Linked DNA regions of Pan troglodytes: region 1 is linked to region 2. Evidence: chromatin contacts called from public HiChIP or PLAC-seq data. All regions are on one chromosome and are shown on one strand. The core of a region is the stretch at or near the end of the contact, and the rest is flanking DNA. Distances in the headings are between cores, read along the strand shown. Region 1 holds the start of ACTL6A (actin like 6A). Region 2 holds the start of MFN1 (mitofusin 1).

Evidence for each region. HiChIP or PLAC-seq counts read pairs in DNA pulled down with a chosen protein or histone mark.
Region 1: an H3K4me3 HiChIP or PLAC-seq map of stem cell-derived excitatory neurons shows a contact between it and region 2, with 4 times the contacts expected there. The contact joins the promoter of ACTL6A here to the promoter of MFN1 in region 2. A contact is called at or near these places in 1 of 7 Hi-C or Micro-C datasets (induced pluripotent stem cells) and 1 of 1 datasets of contacts at active chromatin or transcription factors (stem cell-derived excitatory neurons).

The regions. Positions count from the first base shown.
Region 1 is chr2:182,735,821-182,741,993 of NHGRI_mPanTro3-v2.0_pri, reverse strand. It overlaps ACTL6A (actin like 6A), which reads right to left and starts at 1,470. Exons shown (of 14, transcript NM_001271671.1): 1 at 1,025-1,470. It overlaps LOC134809503 (a long non-coding RNA gene), which reads left to right and starts at 1,921. Exons shown (of 2, transcript XR_010155386.1): 1 at 1,921-2,043.
Region 2 is chr2:182,521,409-182,527,372 of NHGRI_mPanTro3-v2.0_pri, reverse strand. MFN1 (mitofusin 1) reads right to left here and starts at 1,338. Exons shown (of 19, transcript XM_063807365.1): 1 at 1,147-1,338; 2 at 1-112. The coding sequence starts at 105.

The sequences.
Region 1 (6,173 bases), core at 221-2,720, 210 kb before region 2:
CTGGATATGGTGGAATTTTAATTTAAGACTCTAAATTCTCAGAATTTTACATCTGTTCCTTTTCCAGGATGGGAGATACATCTAATTCCTGTACCCTGCTTCATTAAAAATCAAGCCCCATGAACCCAAAGTAGGAGAGTGGCCATGGGAGGCAGGAGGCTTAATAGAACCACAGAGTTCTGGATGTTTAAAACCTAGGATGCAATTTCTAGTCTATAAAAATCCTCAAGAATCGAACCTCTACTCTACTAAAAAGGCTTTTTTTTTTTTTGAGGACTTTAATGTTTTTCTCCTTCCAAGTTTAGGGGTGATGTGATTTTCTTGGGGGACATGAAGGAAAAATCTTATTTTTGTTGTTTCCTACCTGTAAAATGACATCCTTTATAGAAACAGCATCACTATTAGACATAGTAACAATAGCAATAGTCTGGATTTGTGTTCTGGGTCTCTAACTCATCAAACACAACCCAACACATGAATTATATGTATCAGTGTTTCAATTAACCTGCAGATCTTGCAAAAATGGAGGCTCTAAATCAGTAGATTTTGAATGACGCGTGAGATCCTGCATTTCTAACAGGCTTGCAGGTGATGCTGACACTGCTGGTCCATGGGCCAGACTTTAAGTGGCAAATGCAGCATTATTTCATTTAACCTTCATGCCCACCCCCATCGGCTAGGAATTATTCCATAAATGAGGCCTGAAGTTGGAAAGTTACATAAACTGCCCAAGACCAAAGCGCTTAATAAAGAGTGAGGTGGATATTTCAACCCAGGTCTGTAACCCCCGGCACCTGGTAATGTTTCTACCACACCACAGTCTAATCAAAGAAAGTGAAAAAATAACACGCCTAGGACCCCCAGCAAACTTTCTGGGCATCCTTAAATTACACGTGCTCCTGAATTGATCTCAAACAGACCCGCCCACGAGTCACTCTGGAGACTCCGCAGCCAACAAACCGGCAGGAGTTACTGAAAGGTGAGGCAGCTCGCGCATGGGGCGCAGACGGGGAGGAGGCAGTACCCTAAGTGGCCGCCGCTTCCCTAGTCAGTTCTACGGCTTGAGGCTCGCTTTGCCACCTATGGGACACTCTGGGAACCCTCCGTCCACGCTTGCAAACCGCCGGGACCTTCCAAGTTTAGGCGCGCGCACACGCGTCCCGACACAGCTGAGTCCAGGAGGCACTCGGGGAGATGCGACCCTGGGGCGGTCACCCAAGCCGGGGCCCGGCGGCCGGCTAGACTGAGCCTCCCGCCCAGCCCCGAGGCTCCCTAGAGAACCGAGCGCGCACCCCAAAACCCTGCTCCTCCGGGGACAGAGGCAGGAAGAGGCCACAGAGAGCCGCCACTTCAGGGCGCCCGAGGAGCACGGCGAGCCGGGTGGGCTCCGGGGGCGGGCAGAGCGTGGGGCGGGGACGGGGCGGGGAGGCCGGGGTCCCGAGAGGGGGAGACCGGAAGGGAACGCCGGGGAGGGGAGGGCTGGGAGCGGCGGTTACAAACCCCACACGCCGAAAAGGCGCGCTCTCTCGTCCGGCCGCACTCACTCACCTCCCCCGTACACGCCGCCGCTCATGGCTGCTGCCGGCGCGACTCCTACCCTAAGGGCTAACTGGCGAATGACTGCAGTGGCCGCGACTGCAAGTCTCGAGGAGCGATAGCCCCTGACTCCCTTAACTTCCACCGCCACCCCCCTCAGGCAACAAAGCGGCGTCCACACACCCCGGAGCTCAGCCACACTTGCTGGCTCCTCTCATCAGCCAATCACTAGGGTCCAGGCCTAAGTCTAGCCAATCAGAATGCGGCTGCGCCGCATCCCCGCCGCGGCCCAGCAGGTTTAGCCAATCGAAGGCAGCCATGGGGGCGGGAAAGAGGAAAGCGACAGCAGGACAGAAGGAGTTGGGTTGCGGAGCTGGAGGGGGCGGAGCTTCCCGGGTGGGCGAGGGAATGGGCGGAGGCAGTGGGAGAAGAAGGAGGAAGGCTGGAAGAAGCATGGGGGCGGGACTAGGAGGTGCGTCTGGGCGCTGAGGAGCGGCGGGAACCCAGGTAGGGGAAGGTAGACCCTTGGAAATTGAACGGGTGTCTCCACGCCGAGATTCCTGTCCAGTGACTGTGGGGAATGCGGATTTCTTTCTTTTTTTCTTCAGAAAAAGTATTTTAAACTAACTTTTATGTTGAAAAAATAAAAATTTTGCGCTCCACTTTGGGATAGGGGAATCAGTAAATCAGACAAATTGATAGGATCTTGCAATTTTTAAAATGGTTATTAGTAAGTAAAAGAAGAATGAAATTATGCGTTATCCCAGCTAAACCTAGGTAGCGCTTTAAAAACTATTAAAAAACTTACTCATTTCTTTAAAAAAAAAAAAATTTCAGGCCGGGCGTGGTGGCTCATGCGTGTAATCCGAGCACTTTGGTAGGCCGAGGCGGGCAGATCACGAGGTCAGGAGTTCGAGACCAGCCTGGCCAACACAGTGAAACCCTGTGTCTACTAAAAATGAGAAAAGTAGCCGGGCCTGTAGTCCCAGCTATGCAGGAGGCTGAGGCAGGAGAATCGCTTGAACCCGGGAGGCAGAGGTTGCAGTGAGCCGAGATTGCGCCACTGCACTCCAGCCTGGGCGACAGAGCAAGACTCTGTCTCAAAAAAAAAAAAAAAAATCAATTTCTTTTATCCTGTGAGAGGTATTTAAAACAGCTAATCAATCTTCATTCAAGCAAGCACCCAATCCTAAATAGGCATCCCAAAAACAGCCTGTCTTAGTCCCCTATTTCTACCAGCCTAGTCCAGATCACCTTCCTTTATCCCCAGATTACTGCAACAACTTGTTGCTCTGTCCCTTTGCCACTCTTGATCAAGGGAGCTTCATCTGTGAAAACGCCCAAACCCGATCAGGACACTCCAGCGCTCAAACCCTTAAGATTGCTGCCTATCCTTGTAATTGATCCTTGTCTAGAGTCTAGACATGCAGTGCCTACTTTTAACCTTAGAAACTATTGACTAAAACCCCATCAGTCTCAGTGGCAGAGGGTGGCAGAAAGTGATGAGGCAGTAGGGTGGGAAAAAAGGCTAGCGGGAAAACTCTTTCCCATTCACTTGACAATATAATCATAGTATATCTGACCATTTAGAAAAGCCCTATTAACCCAGTGAGATAATGCAGATGTCAGCACACTATGGCACTAGGGCCAAATCCAGTCTTTTGTGTGTGGGGTGGGGAGGGGAGGTGGGGAAAAGGGGAAGCAGGTGGGAAGACTGCCTTTTTTTTTTTTTTTTTTTTTGGCCTTGAGCTAAGAATGATTATTTCTGTTTTTAAATTATTTTTAAAAATATTTTAAAGAATAATATGTGACAGGTTGGGCATGGTGGCTCACAGCTGTAATCCTAGCACTTTGGGAGGTCCAAGCAGGAGGATCGCTTGAGGCCAGGAGTTCAAGACCAGCCTGGGCAACACAGGGAGACCCCCGTCTTTACAAAAAATTTTAAAATTATCTGGGTATGGTGGTGCATGCCCCCTAGCTACTCTGGAGGCTAGGGTGAGAGGATTGCTTGAGCCTGGGAGTTCAAAGCTTCAGTGAGCCGTGATCTCCCCACTGCACTCCAGCCTGGGTGACAAAGCAAGTCCCTGAAAAAAAAAAAAAAAAGAAAACGAAAGAAAGAAGGAGAGAGATGTGAAAACTATGCGAAATTCACACTTCAGTGACCTTAAACTAAGTTTTATTAGGACACAGCCCACACTTACTCATTTATGACTATTTTGCTCTGTAAGGGTAGAGTTGAGTAGTTGGGAGACAGAGACTATGTGTCCCACTCAGCTGGAGAATACATTTATTACTGGACCCTTTACAAGAAGAGTTTGCAGACCTGAGCTAACACATGTAATATAACCAGCATAGCGTGCATTAAGTACCCTATGTTAACTGTTGTCCCCATTATTATAGCTGTCACTGTAGCTGCATATCAAATCCCCAAAATATTTCTTCTTCCAATCTATGTTTTTATGATGTGTTTGACTAGTAGCTGGAGTATAAAATATTGAGATGTTTTCTAATAATTAAATATTGAAGAGATGCTATTTGTGAGTTTATAATACACAGTTATCCATTTAAATCAATGTAGCATTTAAATGCCAAATAATTTATATACAGCAAATTAACTAGATTTTGATATCGCTGAACATTGATATCTCTTCAATACTATCTCCAACATCTCTCATGTTTGAAGATAATATATCCTAGAAGTAAAATACCTATCTAGTCTAAAAGAGAGTAAAATATTTGTTCCACTTGTTCAGCGTTTATCTTAAAACAAAACAGTTCAAGAGGGTTGATGATGAGGACCACGCCCTCTAGCCTCTGGAAAGCCTGAGATGGGACTGTCTCCTCCCCAGATTTAAAACTGTCCTGCACCGTGTGCGGAGTAACCAAACTGTGCAGGAGAATTGTAAATCTGACAGCACAAAGAAGATGGAAGTGACACTCAGATGATTTTGCTTAAAGTCAGGTTTTGCTCCATTTGATAATTTGGAAAAATACTAGAAAACAGATCATTTGTTTGTTCATTCATTCGTAATATCAGGTTGGCTTGGAATCTCTTGATGTCCCATTGGAACCACGGCTTCATTTAATAATAAGCCATTGAAATGAATTTCAAAGGAAATAAACTTCACATTACATCTGATGTTTCAGGACAAATCACATGTTGACACAGATAAAAGTGCACACTTGTGAATCCTTTGATAAATTTTAATCAATAAAAAATGTAATAGGACACTAAGACTATTGGCCCTGAAATATTGAATTGCTGGAGCATGAGATTGTTCAGAAAGAAAACCTATTCAGCCTTCTAAAAGAACTATGTCGGTGGATGGGCATCCTCCATATTAATGACGTTATTTCCTTTGACTTAACAGTATGGCTGTTTTCTTCTATTCTTTTTTTTTTTTTTTTTTGTAATACAGAGTCTCGCTCTATAGCCCAGGCTGGAGTGCAGTGGCATGGTCTTGGCTCACTGCAACCTCCATCTCCCAGGTTGAAGTGATTCTCCTGCCTCAGCCTCCCCAGTAGTTGGGACTACAGGCATGTGCCACCATGCCCAGCTAATTTTTGTATTTTTAGTAGAGAAGGAGTTTCACCATGTTGGCCAGGCTGGTCTTGAACTCCTGGCCTCAAGAGATCCACCTGCCTCGGCCTCCCAATCTTCAATTCTTAGGAAAACTAGTTGAAAGTACATTAAAACAAAAGTACTAACCCAGCAAAATCTGCTTTATGAAATATAAAATATATGAGGGTTGGGGTTTTTTGAGTAGTGATATTTCTCCCCTGTTGTCTAACATGTTTTCTCTAAAGTCTTGGCTCAGCCTATATTAATGTTGTCAATAACTAGTCAGATTAAACCGCAACAACTCAAGGTTATTGTCTGTTATTTCAGTTCTCAAAGGCACAGCATATCAAAACTATCAATGCTTGCAATTTTCCCCCTGAACCAATATATCAGGTATGTCAACCTAAAAACAAAAGATGTTGAAGTAACAGGTATATAAATTTATCTAGCCCAGAGTAGGTGCTCAGTGGTTGATTCCGAATCCAGTTTACAAAAATAAAGAGCCTTTCAAAAATCATTTGTAATATCCAAGCATCAAGAATTTCCTCTGTGTCCCCAGGTGCAACAATTGGCTTTGCCACATTGGGTCGCTGGTCCTCCATTCTTGTAATGATCCACCAGGACTTGTGATGCTGGATCCTCTCTACTTTCTTCACCAGCCCTGTCAGCACTCAGGTTATGGAATTTCAGCAGTCATTACAAAATGTTACATATCTTATCCTCTGTCTCAGCTTTGATTAAGTTCAGCATTGAAAAAAAAATGCAACTGCTGCTTATGCAAGCTAGGAAACAAATTCAGAAAATTATCATCCATCTGTCAGGAAGAAATGACACAAAAATTTATGTACATTTAGAATTATTTTGTTTCATGCTGCAAAATATATAAAGTTGGCAGTAGTAAAAAGCAATTTTCAAAATTGACATTTTTGTGTGTATGAGGAGTCATTGTAAGCACCATCCTTTGTGTACTGAAGTTCCAAATGTATAACACTCATCCAAGCACTACTGAGATAAAAGATAAATACCTGGTATCATATATAGGGTTTTTCAACAATAGAAATATGATTGGTAAGAT
Region 2 (5,964 bases), core at 89-2,588:
AAAATGTGATCCTTCAGTAACAAACTCCAGTAACTGGTCAAAGATTGCAGTAATCGCCTTCTTAGCCAGCACAAAGTGCTTCAGTGGAGAAACAGGTTCTGCCATTATGCTACTAGAGGGAGATAAAGTTAGAAAAGCACCAACTAAAGTGGATGATAGACATGCAAACTGATGACACACCAGTGACATTCATCAACTCCCCAATGAAATAAATTATGCTGGCAAAATGTTTTTAGGTAATTCTTTTTTGGGAGTGTTCTAGTCAGACAATTAGAGACGACTTTTGAATGATATTTCACTAAAATAAGTGAAATCTATTAGCCAAAATCTTGGTTGCAATTTCTACTCAATTTCCCTTCGGTGAAGACGAAACTAATTGTGACTAAGTTTGTCACTGCATGTGACTCTAAAGTACATCAGGGAACAGGGTTAGTGAGACGAAGCCAAATTCACAAACAATAACGAAGTTACTAAGTTTCTCAACCTGAAGCTCTAGGTGAGTAGGAGTGGATATGCAGAGTGAGGAAATAAAATTCTAAGATCACAATGTGAGGCTGACATTTAGAAAGGTAAGGCTTCAAGAGGGCATTAACGCTTCCAGCCAAAGTACCAGAAACTTCAAGGACTATAAGTTTAAGAAAGCATAGGTGGTTTCTCAAGAAAAAGACACCAAAGACAAACAATCACGGTCTAATCCTGGTGTGTACATGGAAAGGAACAGTGGCCATAAAGAAGGCGGATTCTTCCAGAGAGTCAAGAAATGACCGCGCGAAGGAGCTGCGTGGGAAAAGCCGGGTGGGGGTAACGCCCCGGTCCGGCCGGTGTGAACACCTGCCTTAGAAAAGGCCTCCCACCTTCCCACACCGGGCGCAGGAGTCAGGGCCAGAGCCCACCCCCGCCCCGCGCACGACCGTCCAGGTCCGGATCCCCCAATCCCACCCCCGAGCACGGCCTCGTGGGCTCCGTGGGCTCGACTCGGCCGCCAGCCCCGTTCGCCCGACAGTTGGCTCTCTCCTTTCCCACAGGACCGCGGCGGGCGGCACCTCGTCACACAACGCTGCATGCACGACTCCCGCCCCCAGTCCCCAGTCGCTCGAAGGTCACTCCGAGCGTCGTTAACGTTCTGTCGAGGCAGCCGGCACTCACAGTCTCCGCTCCAACTATCACCCGGCAACAGCAACTCGGCCACAGATGCCAAAGTGCCTCATCTTCCCGAGAAGTTAAAGGCGGAGAGGAGGCAGGGGGAGTGGCAAAGGGCGGTCACTTCCGGCCTCTTGCCTCCTCTGTTCTGTTTGGCTCCGTGGCCGGAAGCGCATCTATGCCAGGCGCCATTTTCCTTAAGGGCAGAAGGCAAGGTTTGTTGTGGGCAGAGACTGCTACCAGGAGAGTGGTTTTCCGTTCCCCCTTCCAACTTCTTCCCCTCCCTTCTCCCCTCAAAGTGTCCAAGTCTCTGCCCAGCCTAGGCTTAGCTAGCTTCCAATGATGGTGGTGGCTGACGCCTATAATCCCAGCACTTTGGGAGACCGAAGGGGCGGGATATCTCTTAAGCTCAGGAGTTCGAGACTAGGCTGGGCAACATAGGGAGGCGCCCCCCTCGGCCCCCGACCCGCTTCCTCCTCCCCGTCTCTACAAAATTAAAAAATGAAAAATTAAAAAAAAATTAAAAACTTAGCGAGGCGTGGTGGCACACACCTGTGGTCCCAGCTACTTCGGAGACTGAGGCGGGGGGATTGTTTGGGCCCGGGGCTGCAGCGAACTGTGATTTATCGTGCCACTGCACTCCAGCCTGGGCAAGAGAGCGAGACATTTTTTCAAATAAATAAATAAATAAATGACAAAAGAAAAGAAATCCAGATCGTATTACTTTCCGAACTTAAAAAGCTTTCCAGGCCGGGCGGGGTGGCTCACGCCTGTAATCCCAGCACTTTGGGAGGCCGAGGCGGGCGGATCAAAAGGTCAGGAGATCGGGAGCATCCTGGCTAACACGGCGAACGCCCGTCTCTACTAAAAATACAAGAAGTAGCCGGGCGTGGTGGTGGCGGGCGCCTGTAGTTCCAGCTACTCAGGAGCCTGAGGCAGAGAATTGCTTGAACCCGGGAGGCGGAGGTTACAGTGAGCCGAGATCGCGCCACTGCACTCCAGCCTGGGCGACAGAGCCAGACTCCATCTCAAAAACAAAAAAAAAAAAAAAAAAGCTTTCCAACAGCTTGCCATTATACTTAAAATTAAAGCTTCGGATGGTAACCGCCCAAGGAAAGCCTTCACCTTGCCCGCTGACTAGCCAGAACTGATACAAGACAGGGGAATTGCAAATAAAGACTTAGTCACGCAAAGCCGGCTGTATGGGAGACTGGAGTTTTATTATTACTGAAATCAGTCTCCCCGAGCAGCACTGGGGAGCAGAATTTTTAAGGACAATTTGGTGGGTTGGGGGAGGCAACTGAGCCAGGAGTGCTGATTGGCCAGGGATGAAATCACAGGGAGTGGAAGCTGTCTTTCTGCACGAGTCAGTTCCTGGGTTGGGGGACACTAGGTCAGATGAGCCAGTTTATCGGTCTGGGTCGTGCCAGCTAATCCATCAGTTCTGAGCATAGGTAGTCTCAAAGGGAACTTTTACTCTGTTTGAATTTTAAAAATCATGATGGTATCCTTTTATTAGTTCTGTACTTAATAATTATATTTAATATAATTACTGCATTTTAAAGCAAGAGTGACATATTACAGGCTATAAATTATAGCACGGTAATTAAATGTTTAATATAGTAAGTAATAAGAAATTTAATCCATTGCTTTTGTGTGTGTGTGGAACACACATATTACCAAAAAGCCAGGAGAGTAAACACAAAGAAGGAAAAGAATTAAAATATAAACGCTAAAACCAACATAGATATTAACAAAAACTAGAGTTATTTGAAAGAAATTATCAATTTGATGTATCACTGCCAAATCTGTTCAAGAACATAAAAAATGAAAGAAGACACAAATTAAGGGGAGAATAACTATAGATATATACTATAAATGCCAACAAATTGAAAAGCTTAGATGAAGTATAAAATCTGGGAAAACATCAAATACCAAAATTAGACCGAGAAAAAATAGAAAACTCGAATAGGCTAAGTTTCCCACATATTCAAAAATAGCCAGGTCTAGATGATTTTCGGGGTAACTTTCTATTACATGTTTAACGAAAAGATTAATCTTGCCGGGCGCGATGGCTCACACCTGTAATCCCAGCAGTTTGGATCATGAGGCGTGTGGATCATGAGGTCAGGAATTCGAGACCAGCCTGTCCAATATGGTGAAACCTTGTCTCTAATAAAAAACACAAAAATTAGCCAGGCGTGGTGGCAGGTGCCTGTAGTCTCAGCTACTCCAGAGGCTGAGGCAGGAGAATCACTTGAATCAGGGAGGCGGAGGTTTCAGTGAGCCAACATCACGCTACTGCACTCCAGCCTGGGCGAAAGAGCAAGACTCAGTCTCCAGAAAAAAAAAAAAAAAAAAAAAAAAATTCACACTTATGGACTACAGAGGCAAACATAGGAAATATTAGCTACCTGAGGCCAACGTTGTATTAGAATTATTTTTTTATCCAAGTAAGGTTTTCCTAGGAATACAGAAATCATCAAACAGAAATCAATATAATCCATAATACTGACAGACCAAAGGAGGAAACCCACATTTATCTCAATACATGCAGAAGAAGTACTTGCTAAAGTTTAATATTTATAATAAGTCCTAACATTTATTTTTTATTTGCTATAAGCAAAGCTCTAATATTTATTTTTTAAATTATCAACCATTTCTCTTTATTTCCCTTGTTCTCTGCCTATATTTACCCAACTCTTAATATTCAAAGCATGTTGTTACTATTAAAGTATGTGATACTCTTGGAGGAACAAACGATGGAATGTAATTGTGTAAGACACAGATTTACATGCTAATTATGTCCATGGGGAGTTGGTATATGATAAAATTGGTATTATGAATCACTGGGTAAGATAAATTATTTTATCACATTGGAGAAATTGGTTCAGTTTAATTAACAAAAATAAAGTTTGAATCATATCTATATACAAATTCAGATGGGTATAAGACCTAAACATGGAAAGTAAAACCAGGCCGGGCGCGGTGGCTCAAGCCTGTAATCCCAGCACTTTGGGAGGCCGAGGCGGGCAGATCACGAGGTGAGGAGATCGAGACCATCCTGGCTAATCCAGTGAAACCTCGTCTCTACTAAAAATACAAAAAAATTAGTCGGGCGTGGTGGCGGGCGCCTGTAGTCCCAGCTACTCGGGAGGCTGAGGCAGGAGAATGGCGTGAACGCCGGAGGCGGAGCTTGCAGTGAGTCGAGATCTCACCACTGCACTCCAACCGGGGCGACAGAGCAAGACTCCGTCTCAAAAAAAAAAAAAAAAAGAAAAGAAAAGAAAAGTAAAACCAGAAAATTAGGAAAAAACGTAGGAAAATAATTTGGGGACATTTTAGTTGGAGAGAATTTTGTAAAATTAACAGGCAGGAGGTACAATGTAAAGGGAAAATGTGATGAATCTATTACATTAAATTTAAGGATTTCTGTTCAAAAAAGACATCCGTAACAGACACATAGGAAATCTATTTTTTGCAGTATATATTGCCAACAAAAATCAATAGTTAAAAATAAAGAACTTTGGAAAATAGAGCAGAAAACCCAACAGAAAAGCAGACAAAGGATAGGGAGAAGCAGTTCACAAAATGAAAGTTAAAATGACTAATAAGCATATTAGATAGTCTCAACCTTGTTAGTAATCAGATTATGCAAATTTAAACAATAATAATGTACTACTTTATGACCTTAAGATTTACAGGAAATTTAAAAGTTGTATGATATTGTTGATAAGCCTGTGAGGAAACATGATCTTGCTGATGGGAGTATAAACTTTAGTCATTCTGCATATATTTTGGAAGTACTGAATCACAAGTATATAAAAAACTGACAAGAACGTGTATGGTAGGTAGCATTATACAAAAGGCAAATACTTAGATACATGAAAGTCAATTTGATATTTAATTGAATTATAGTTCAGAAAGGTGACAGTTTCCTGCATTATATGGTAAATCTCTTTGAGGTCAAGAACCATAGTTTATCTTTGTATTCCTGAGCACTTGGCTTGATAGTAGATATTCCATAGCTGTTAGTTAAATAGAAGCATAGTAAAATAGTCTTTTTGTTTTGTTTTGTTTTTTTGAGGAGTCCCGCTCAGTTGCCCAGGCTGGAGTGCAATGGCACGATCTAGGCTCACTGCAACCTCCACCTCCCGGATTCAAGTGATTCTCCTGCCTCAGCCTCCCAAGTAGCTGGGATTACAGGCATCCGCCACCATGCTTGACTAATTTTTCTATTCGTGTAGAGACAGGGTTTCACCATGCTGGCCAGGCTGGTCTCGAACTCCTGACCTCAGGTGATCCACCTGCCTCAGCCTCCCAAAGTGTTGGAATTACAGGCGTGAGCCACCGCGCCCAGCCTGTAAAAATGGAAGTTTTTAAGGTTAAAAAAAAAAAAAAGTTTTTAAGGAAGGGGGTGTCCAATCTTTTGGCTTCCCTGGGCCACACTGGACGAAGTATTGTCTTTGGTCACACATAAAATACACTAACAATAGCTGATGAGCTTGAAAACAAAACAAAACAAAAAATTGCAAATAAATCTCATAACATTTTAAGAAAGTTTACAAATTTGTGTTGGGCTGTGGGTTGGACAAGCTTGTTTTAAGGAGTTGCAGAACCCATGGACTATTTAAGAAAAACTTAGTAACATTACATCTACTGTTCATGGTCATAGTCACACAATTTATTACTACTGAACAGGGATTACAAATCAGAGTCATATGCTTTTGTCCTTTATTTTTTAATATGTTATTTTCTCTAAGTGTTTGGTATGACATTCCATAAAAAACACAGAGCACATTTTAACTTTAAAGAAAATTATTT